Linked DNA regions of Gossypium hirsutum: regions 1 and 3 are each linked to region 2. The links are chromatin contacts, called in public Hi-C maps. All regions are on one chromosome and are shown on one strand. Each heading gives the region's core, a stretch centred on a gene start, on an enhancer-like site or on the middle of the called end of the contact. The rest is flanking DNA. Distances are from core to core; before and after follow the strand shown.

Evidence for each region. A called contact is a pair of places that touch in the nucleus more often than the background predicts.
Region 1: a Hi-C map of leaf shows a contact between it and region 2, with 5 times the contacts expected there. The contact joins the enhancer-like site here to the promoter of LOC107906007 in region 2. A contact is called at or near these places in 3 of 34 Hi-C or Micro-C datasets (all in leaf).
Region 3: a Hi-C map of leaf shows a contact between it and region 2, with 3 times the contacts expected there. The contact joins the promoter of LOC107941881 here to the promoter of LOC107906007 in region 2. A contact is called at or near these places in 7 of 34 Hi-C or Micro-C datasets (callus, hypocotyl, leaf and 1 more).

What each region holds. Positions count from the first base shown.
Region 1 is chrA11:60,261,995-60,264,778 of Gossypium_hirsutum_v2.1, forward strand. No RefSeq gene overlaps it. Among protein-coding and RNA genes, the nearest start is that of LOC121210374, 32 kb to the left of the region's middle. Within about 2 kb of position 1,372, at least 3 of the 9 cell types and tissues checked have an H3K27ac peak or open chromatin away from gene starts, as enhancers often do. A contact at or near this core is called in leaf, where this site is marked.
Region 2 is chrA11:59,895,769-59,898,636 of Gossypium_hirsutum_v2.1, forward strand. It overlaps LOC107906007 (EPIDERMAL PATTERNING FACTOR-like protein 2), which reads right to left and starts at 1,369. Exons shown (of 3, transcript XM_016832837.2): 1 at 724-1,369; 2 at 613-647; 3 at 130-522. The coding sequence starts at 829. The coding sequence ends at 274.
Region 3 is chrA11:59,404,996-59,408,132 of Gossypium_hirsutum_v2.1, forward strand. It overlaps LOC107941881 (NAD kinase 2, chloroplastic), which reads left to right and starts at 1,710. Exons shown (of 3, transcript XR_005905034.1): 1 at 1,710-2,406; 2 at 2,811-3,137.

The DNA of each region.
Region 1 (2,784 bases), core at 122-2,621, 370 kb after region 2:
AGTTCTAGGCACCATCTACATATTTCAGCGCAACATGGTTTACATTTAGCTCGCAGGTATATTGTTGGACATAATTTGCATTTTATACATGGCTTATCGTTTGATCCTTTATTCTTTTCCAAATTATGCATACAAGTTAGAGGTTTTATTATTTCTACTCCTGAATACATTATTTTTATTTCTACAAAGTCAAATCCTTCAAATCCTTTTATCATTTGTATAAAATTCAATTCTTCTTGTTTGCTATTTTCACTCTCAGTGTCTTCTATTTCTTCTGAAATTATTGAATATATGGTTTCAGTATCACTTATGTTCTCTGTTACATTTATTAAATCCAAGTTTTTATTTTCTATTAGCTGAGCTTGTTTGTTGTGTATATTATGACGTTTAGGACATTGAGTTGCTATATGTCCTACTTGCCCGCATATGAAACGAGTTATTTTATCACTATATGTTTAACATGTCTTTCTCGTTGTAGATATAGTTTTCGGCCTCCTGATTTTCTTATAAAATATTTTTTTTCTTAGGTATTGATTTTCCCGCTTTATTGTAGTTTGTCCTAACTGGTCTACTTTTCTTACAGCTACATGAATTTTGGTTGGAATTACCATATTATTGAGCAGTGTATATATTTTTACAAAAAGCATATCCTCCCTTTATTTTCCTCTCGAATATCATTTCATTACATTTCTTTTCTAGGTGTTGCATTATAAAGTATGCCAAGGTTACCACATTATCCACATAAGTTCCTTTATTAGCTTGATTTACTATTTTATAATATTCTTGTATTTCTCGACCTAGAGGTCCTGGTAATTTATTTATTAGCTTATTTTGGAAATATTCATTATATATATTTTGTGACGTAGTATTGTAGTGTACGTAATCATTTAGGAAATATATAACATGTGACCAATCGTCTAGGGATAGTTGTTCTAATTTCCTTACAGCTTTTGATTGCTGATATCGAGACCCCATTGATGGGTTTGATGCAATTATTATATTACTGACTGCATTAACAAAATTATTAGGGTTTGCTCATAGTTGTATGAGTTTGCTATATTCACTCTCATGGTTACTTTTAAAGTTATCCCATATTTTTCCAAATATTTATACATTTCTTCGGAGGTGTGTTTGAAATTATGTTCCAAGTATTTTTTTTTTTATCTTTATATTTTTCCACTGTTGTATCACTTCAGGCCATAATTATGGGCTATATTTTCCAAGATTTAATAGTTGGTCTTCTTCAAATACATCTAGGGGTTGCCTTCGGTCTTTATTTTATATGGATATTTGGGCTCTCTATAGTCTGAATAGGGCCTGAGTGGTATACTTCCGTAATTATACGTGGAAGTCGAAGGTTCGTTCTTTGGTGGGTTTAGTGGAGTATTTTGAGTATTAGGGGTATCGGTTTCCACAGGTGTATCTCTAGATTGATCCATAAGTTCTTTAGGAATTATTCCTAAAAATTCTTCTATCTCATCTCTTTCTACGAAATTATTTGATTCTTTAGATTCTTTTTTTAGAGATTATTTTACAAGTATTTCTTCATGTCTAAATTCTAAATATTTCTATTACATTATCTGGTCTCTTTTTCAAGACTACTCTTTTTATATAATTCATTCTTTCTTGTTCGGGCAATGTTAGAAAGTATTCTGGTTTTTTTTCTCATATTGCTTTTATGTTTTAAAAAAAATCTTTATGGTTATAGAACTCCGCACATCTTCTAATTTTATTTTTTTTTCATTTTGGTCATCATCAATAAGTTGTATTTCTACAAATTCGTTATTAAGTTCAAAGTATGAATTAATACTTTTAGCTGACGCAAGACATTCTGTAGAAATAGAATGCTTGTGATTATATTTCCTACTAAATCTTGAAATATTTCTCCTTCCCGTGGAGTTAGTCTGGTTTTTTGTTCTTCAATTAGTTTTTTAAGGTTCCAATTTTTTCTAGCTAGCAATTCTGCTGAAAATTTTGGTGGCTTTATAACTTGTATAACATCTCTTGCATTATTGTATAAAACTATTCCTTTATTATTACTAAAACTCATTTAATGAACTACGAACATTTTATTAACTGGCGATTCGTCTATATCATGCCAAATATGGGTATAATGTTTTTTTTTTCATTTTCAACTGAAATTACAGTTTATCTGTTTTTTATTATCATAAACAACTTCTTTATGAACACTTGGTATAGCAAGATCTAAATAGTATAGAAGCTTATCGGCTTCTTTAGGATTTATATCATCTATGGCTACTAATCAATTTTTAACTCAACACTGATAAACCAATGACCACATATAGATTTTATCTTTTTAAAGTTATACATCGTGGTAGGAGATGCCTCCTCTTTAAAGAAGAGTGTGTAACTGTTATTTTTATATATTTAATAATTATTGTAATTATAGTTATAAAGTTATGATTATTTTGTAACTAACCATAAAATATGACATCATGGATTTCAAAAGTTTTAACTTTTAATTTTAGTTAAAGGTTTAATTTATTAAAAAATATTTTATACATTATAATTAAGGTGAAATTAGAAGAAATATATTAAAATTAAATAATTATATATCAATTTTATTATTTCATATTTTTAATGTTATCGTTAATTTATGGTAGATTCAATTTTGATAATGCAATTAGTAACATACTAGTTATATTTCTAAAAATTCTTTTGTTTTGATTTTATACGAATAAAAAATGCCGTCAAGCGAGGAGTTCCCAATGGGCACCAAGCGAAGATATGGAATGGCATCTTGCATCTCCCCAACAAATGTTG
Region 2 (2,868 bases), core at 119-2,618:
CTCCGACCCCCTATATCTTTTGGGAACCCTTTTAACTTCACAATAAGCATGATTACATTCAGACGTCATAACGATTATAAACCCTATACGCTTACAAATATACGGTCCAAATAAAATAGCTGAAAGAAGTGAGAGATGATGAACAAGACTAATTAACTGACATGAATACATGATCATGGAAATCAAAAAGGAAAAAAAGGGTTACTAATGATTCTCTTACAGTGATTTACATGGTTCAAAAATGGCTATTCAAGAAGTTAAAATTCAGTTCCATCAGGGGTTGAAGATGAAGTTCCCACATTTGCATTTCCAACTAATGGGCTTGTAGTTGGAGCTGCCATCTCCTCTTGCATAGGCAGCATTTGAGATTAATGTTGAAGAATTCTTGTTGCCGTGTTTGGCTTGGGGATTTGTGGGCACTAGAATGGCTTCACAGTGCCCGCATGAACTGCATCTTCTCTCACACCTTGGCGGCCTTGAACCTATCTGAGCTCTCAATATCGTTTTTTCTTCATTTACCATCTATTCCAAAGTAACAAGGTTAAAGAAACATTCTCAGCATTGGTTTTTTGTTCCATTTATGAGAATTTGAGTGCTTGCTAGCTAGCTCACCTTGGAGAAGCTATTGGATTTGGGGTTTGATCTACCTGCAAAAACAAGTAGGGACACGAAGATTACTTCAAATTGAACCAAGTACTCGGAACTATTTAAAACTTATATTACCTTCAACTTTGTCTCTCACTTGCGTTGAGCTTAAAATCAGAAGAAAAAGAAGGGAAAAATAGCATGGTCTCCGGCAAGATATGAAACCGTGACTTAAAATTCTCATTTTGACGAAAAGGACAAGGAAACGGAAGGCAAAGGACTCGGGGAAGAGTAGAGACTTTTAACTTATATAAAGCATTTCAAAAGGGGGGTTGGATAATGGAAGTATGGAAGGCAAAATGGCAAAGATCGAACAAGGCAAGTGGTCTGGGTGAATGAAATGACAGTTGACAGCATAATAGAACCGACATCTCGCTCTCTGTTGAAATGATGGAACGTGGAATGACAAATAAGTTACGCAGAAATCAAAGGAAAAGAACCCCTTTTCAACCTCGTTTGTCGAGCCCCATTACGATCCCCCCTTCACCCTTCACCCTTCACCCTTCACCTTACAACAACCCAACAAAACCGAGTTACTAGGAACTTGCAAGTCGCAGCAGAGAGCGGCGACAACACAGAAGCCTTTGAGAAACAAAGATAATTCAACGCAAATAATGAAAAGGACAATAAGGAACCCAAACAACGAAAGAAACATACACCAGAAACGCTACCCACATCCCAAAATCAGACGTCAAAGAACGCAGCTGTGGGAAATGAGTTCTCATTTTTCACTTTCCTTAGATATGTGTATGTGTGTATTATGTATGTGTGTATATATATATATTTCTGTTTGCATTTCCTGTGGTTATTTGGAATTTGTCACTCCCCCAAGAGTTACATCTTACACTAAGGATGTGATTTTTCTCATTTTCTTTTCTATGATCGATTTTTTTCGGATAATTAATAATATATATGTGAATCTTGTGGCTTAAGAACTAAACTCCACTATTAACTGACCAACAATAATAGATTTGATTTGAGAATTTGAATTATATATATGTAGGACTCGAATGTAAGAGCTTAAATTTTTAAGGTCTCAACTTTATAATACAATTAAGATTTTCTTTAATGTTTTTATTTTTATGTGTTAATTTTAGATAGTCATTTTCATAAATTTTTCATAATATGTTATAACACAATTGTAATTATGAAAAAAATAAGTTTCTAACTCTTCATTAATTTATAACTACTTATAAGTAATAAGTACTGGCTTACATTGATTGACATTATTGGTGGAGTGCTGAAATTTTAAATTCACTGTTAATGTTATTTTCACTAAAAGGTTTAATATAATATTTAGTATTTTCATCAATATATATATATAACATTTATTATCTAAATTTGATATTACTTTTTATTTTAAAATTTGATTGCTAAGTTTTATTATTATTATTATCTAATTAAATACTTAAAATTTTCAAACATTATATAAATTACTCAAATATACTTACGATGTTATTTTTTATAAGTTAAGCAAAAATAATCAATATATGACAAACATGTGGTAATGGATGATAAAGAATTTCTTTTATATATTTCAAATGTTTAATTACTTTTAGTTTAATTAATTTTAATTTTTTATTTTGACATAATTAAAATTTTTTTTATTTTGGGTTTTTAAGAATGTTGTTTTCTTCATCAATATTCATTTGTTAAATATAGTTCAAAGTACAATTTTTTAACACGAATTTTCTATGATACTAACAATATTTTTTTTTGTTTGGAATTGAGGGCTTTGTGAAGACCACATCATACTTTAAGCAAAGGGATCCTCTTAATTAATTCCCTCCATTAAGAATCAAAGTAATCTCAATGTCAATAAAAAATAAAAATTTAAGCATCTTGTTTAGCAAAACAAATGAAACTCCAAATAAATATAACCATTTCTGCCATTAAATTTCATATCATTTGACACATATTTGTCATCCATTAGCTAATTTTATCCCCTTATAAAAAAAACTAACATCGCTAACTCTAATGTTTTGGGATACAAATTAGAAAGAAAAAAGTGTTAAGTTCAAGTATTAAATTAAGAAAAAAATTAAAATACCAAACTAGAAAAAAAGTGTTAAGTTTAAATATCAAATATTATATTAAGATGAAAATAAATAATAAGTAAAAATCCATTAAACAATTAGCATTCTGCTTTTTCTGGGATAAAAGAAGAAAATATTATTCTGTTTAAATGACTTCAGCCCATAAGAAAATTGATTAAAGCTTAAA
Region 3 (3,137 bases), core at 460-2,959, 490 kb before region 2:
TACTTGGTAGGTGGAACCGAATTATCCTTTTAGGTCGTGCGTGGTGAGTTGTGAGCACTTCCCTCTTCGTACCAAAAGTATGCCTTTGTGTTGAAACAGATAAACATAGGCATGTTTGATATATCATTATCATTTATTTGCCAAAAGAGAAGCAGTCTGAATGAGTCACTCAATCCCCATTCCAAATAATGCCTACGTAAATTTAACAAACCTAGATTTTTCATTGTGTTTCTTTTTTACTTCTTATATTTACTTATTCCACTAAGGTGGTGGTGATCCAGGGTGTCAAAGCCTGCAAATGAGCAGCAGTAACAAAGAACAGGTGCCCACTTCACCAAAAACTGCTACATATTAAGATATAAAGAAAAAAAGAAAACTGAAAATGACTTGAGCTATGAGGTAAAAAACAAACACGATTAAAAACACCATTGTCTTGTTCATTGTCAATTTCCTACAACATTAATGCAATTTTGCCCGAGTTCCAGAATCTGCAGAAAGAATCACCAAACCCTTCAAAGTTGAATCTCCCACTTATGCATTCAAAAAGTGAATCTCAATTGACCTGAGATTATGAAAATAAGCTTGGTATTTCACATCTTTAATCGCTTCCAATTCGGTTTCTTACCGAATTTTCAACCGGATATCAATAAATTTAGGGTGTAATTTTATATTTTTTTTACCATTTATATTGTAGCGGTCTAATAATTATATTTTATATTCTATTCGTATATATCATGCATATTAAATTTGAGGTAAATTAAATATTTTTAACTATTTATTTTATGTAAAAAACTTTCAAGCAATCAATAAATATTAATATATATACATTATTTTAGATTGACAGGATAGAGATAAAAATATAATTATATCAATAATTTTAATGATTAAATCATTAAAATATTAATAGTACAACAATATACGAAAAAGTGTATAAATACTTTGATTTTAGAGTGAAGTAATTTGAACCTATCTCGAATTAAGTTTATATATACAAGTTATGATTCTGCCCTTCTCACCTCGTTTTTACTTCAGCAAAACCTAGTCAAATTAGCAAAATTATCTAGCCTAGTGAGAACCTCATCAATTCATGGAAAGATCTGTTGAATCCTTAGTTTAGTTCCCTAAAGGAGTTAGAGAACATCCCCATGAGTTTTTGTCACCAAGGTTATAGCATTAAGCATCTAATCAATCCTAGTTATCATTTAACCCCTATCAGCACCCTCCTACCCATTAATCTAGCCTCCCTCTTTGTCCTTTCAACCACCCCTCATTTGAACTCCCACTAGTATTGGTTGGGAGGTTTTTTCTTCAAAGTCCTTTCAAAAACCCTTTTAACATATGTTTATATAAAATTGTTTTATATTGGGCTTAAAAAACATGACCATAAATACAATAAATGTTTTGAGATTAAAAATAATTTTTTTTATTTTAACTATAAAATAACTTTGGAAATTATGTGAAAAAAAAGGAAAAATACATGCTATTAAGTTAATTATCACGTCAGCCTTTACCGTTAGTATTTTAATGGTTTTTGACTAAAAAAATAAATTAGAAATCAAATCACCATTTTATAACATTGTAAAGTCAGATAATTTAATATGAATTTTTTTAATAATTAAGTGGTCATTATAGATTACTCAAAACAAAAAGAAATATATATATATTAAGAAGTAGGCTTTGGTGCCCTATGCAAAAAGCAATCACGAGATTTTAGTTGCATCATCTTAAGAGACCTCTTTGACTCTAAAAAAAGTTAAAAACCCTAAAGAAAACAAAACGAAAATGAAGCGCAAGCAATAAAATAAGAAGATGTTGATGGAAAAGAGAGTTAAGGTTGAAGAGACAAAAGCATTGAAACAGAGAAATGATAGAACGTGTTTTGTGGGTGGGAAGAGCTTTGGGCTCAGTGATCACTTCTTATCTAATTATTAATTTACATGTTAAGTTATTGTTTCAATTATTTTTCTTTTTATATAAAGGTTTTACATTTTTAAATAAAAATAAGAAATATTTATGGTTACATTACATGCAAGCTCCGCCTAACTCAGGCCACGTTTGGTTGGAGGGAATGGAATAGTCATTCCCTCCTTATTCTTAAATGAACAGTTAAGACAAAGTTTGGTTCACCGTTTTCTTCATTCGGCGAATGGCTATTCCTCTCTTATTCGTTAGATTTACCGAATCGTCATTCGGCAGAGGGGTTAAGAATAGCTCATTCAACGACGGATGTAATAGCAAAATTTTTCCCCTAGACAATTTTACCCTGTATTTCTTCACCCATCCGTCAATTCGGTCGTTGTTGTAAAAGTGGTGCCTCCCTCGATTCTATCATTGAGAACCGTAGATTCATCTCCGACTCGTTCCCCGCCTCCACAAAGCTGCCTCCTTTCCTTTGTGAGAACCTCTGTAAGTTTCCATTTTTTCTTCCCCTTCTTGTTTTATAATTTCCACTATTATTTGTATTATTGGTTCCATTTTTCGTCTTTCCTTTTGAGTTTTTTTCAATTATCATTGTTATAAGAATTACCTTGAAGAATATTGAGAAATTGTAGTTCAGTTATCATTGTTTGTATTATTGGTTCCGTTTTTCCCCTTCTAGTTCAGTAATTATTTTTCCATAATTTTCTTGAATTTTGAAGAAAAATGGAAATTTTTTAGTTGCAAAGACTGCAGTCTGGGGATAGGGTTAGAAATTGTAGATTTTGGTATAAATCTAGATGATAGAACTGGTATGTTTGTACTATTGGTGTTTGCTGCCATGGATACAAACCTGATTTTTGTCTTGTGACATCTTTGTTTTCTTTATACAGGGTAAAGACTAACAGATCTCAGTTTCAAATGGGAAATGGTGCTTTATTTGGAGCTAGTTATATCCAGGTAAATTGTATGAAGCCATATTATATTTGTTGAATTGAGCAGAGATGAAGAACTTAGTAGAATGGACAAGTTACTGGATTTTTAGTACCTAGAAAATTGACTTTTATGCTTAGATTCAGTATAACATGGATCTATGCACTGCTATGGTTTATCTTCCTTTTTTAAATACAATATACTATCAGATAATATACTAATTATGGTAGAAGCAACCCAGACTTTCTCTGCTGAAGGCATTCTGCATTTGGCATTTTGTTTGCAGT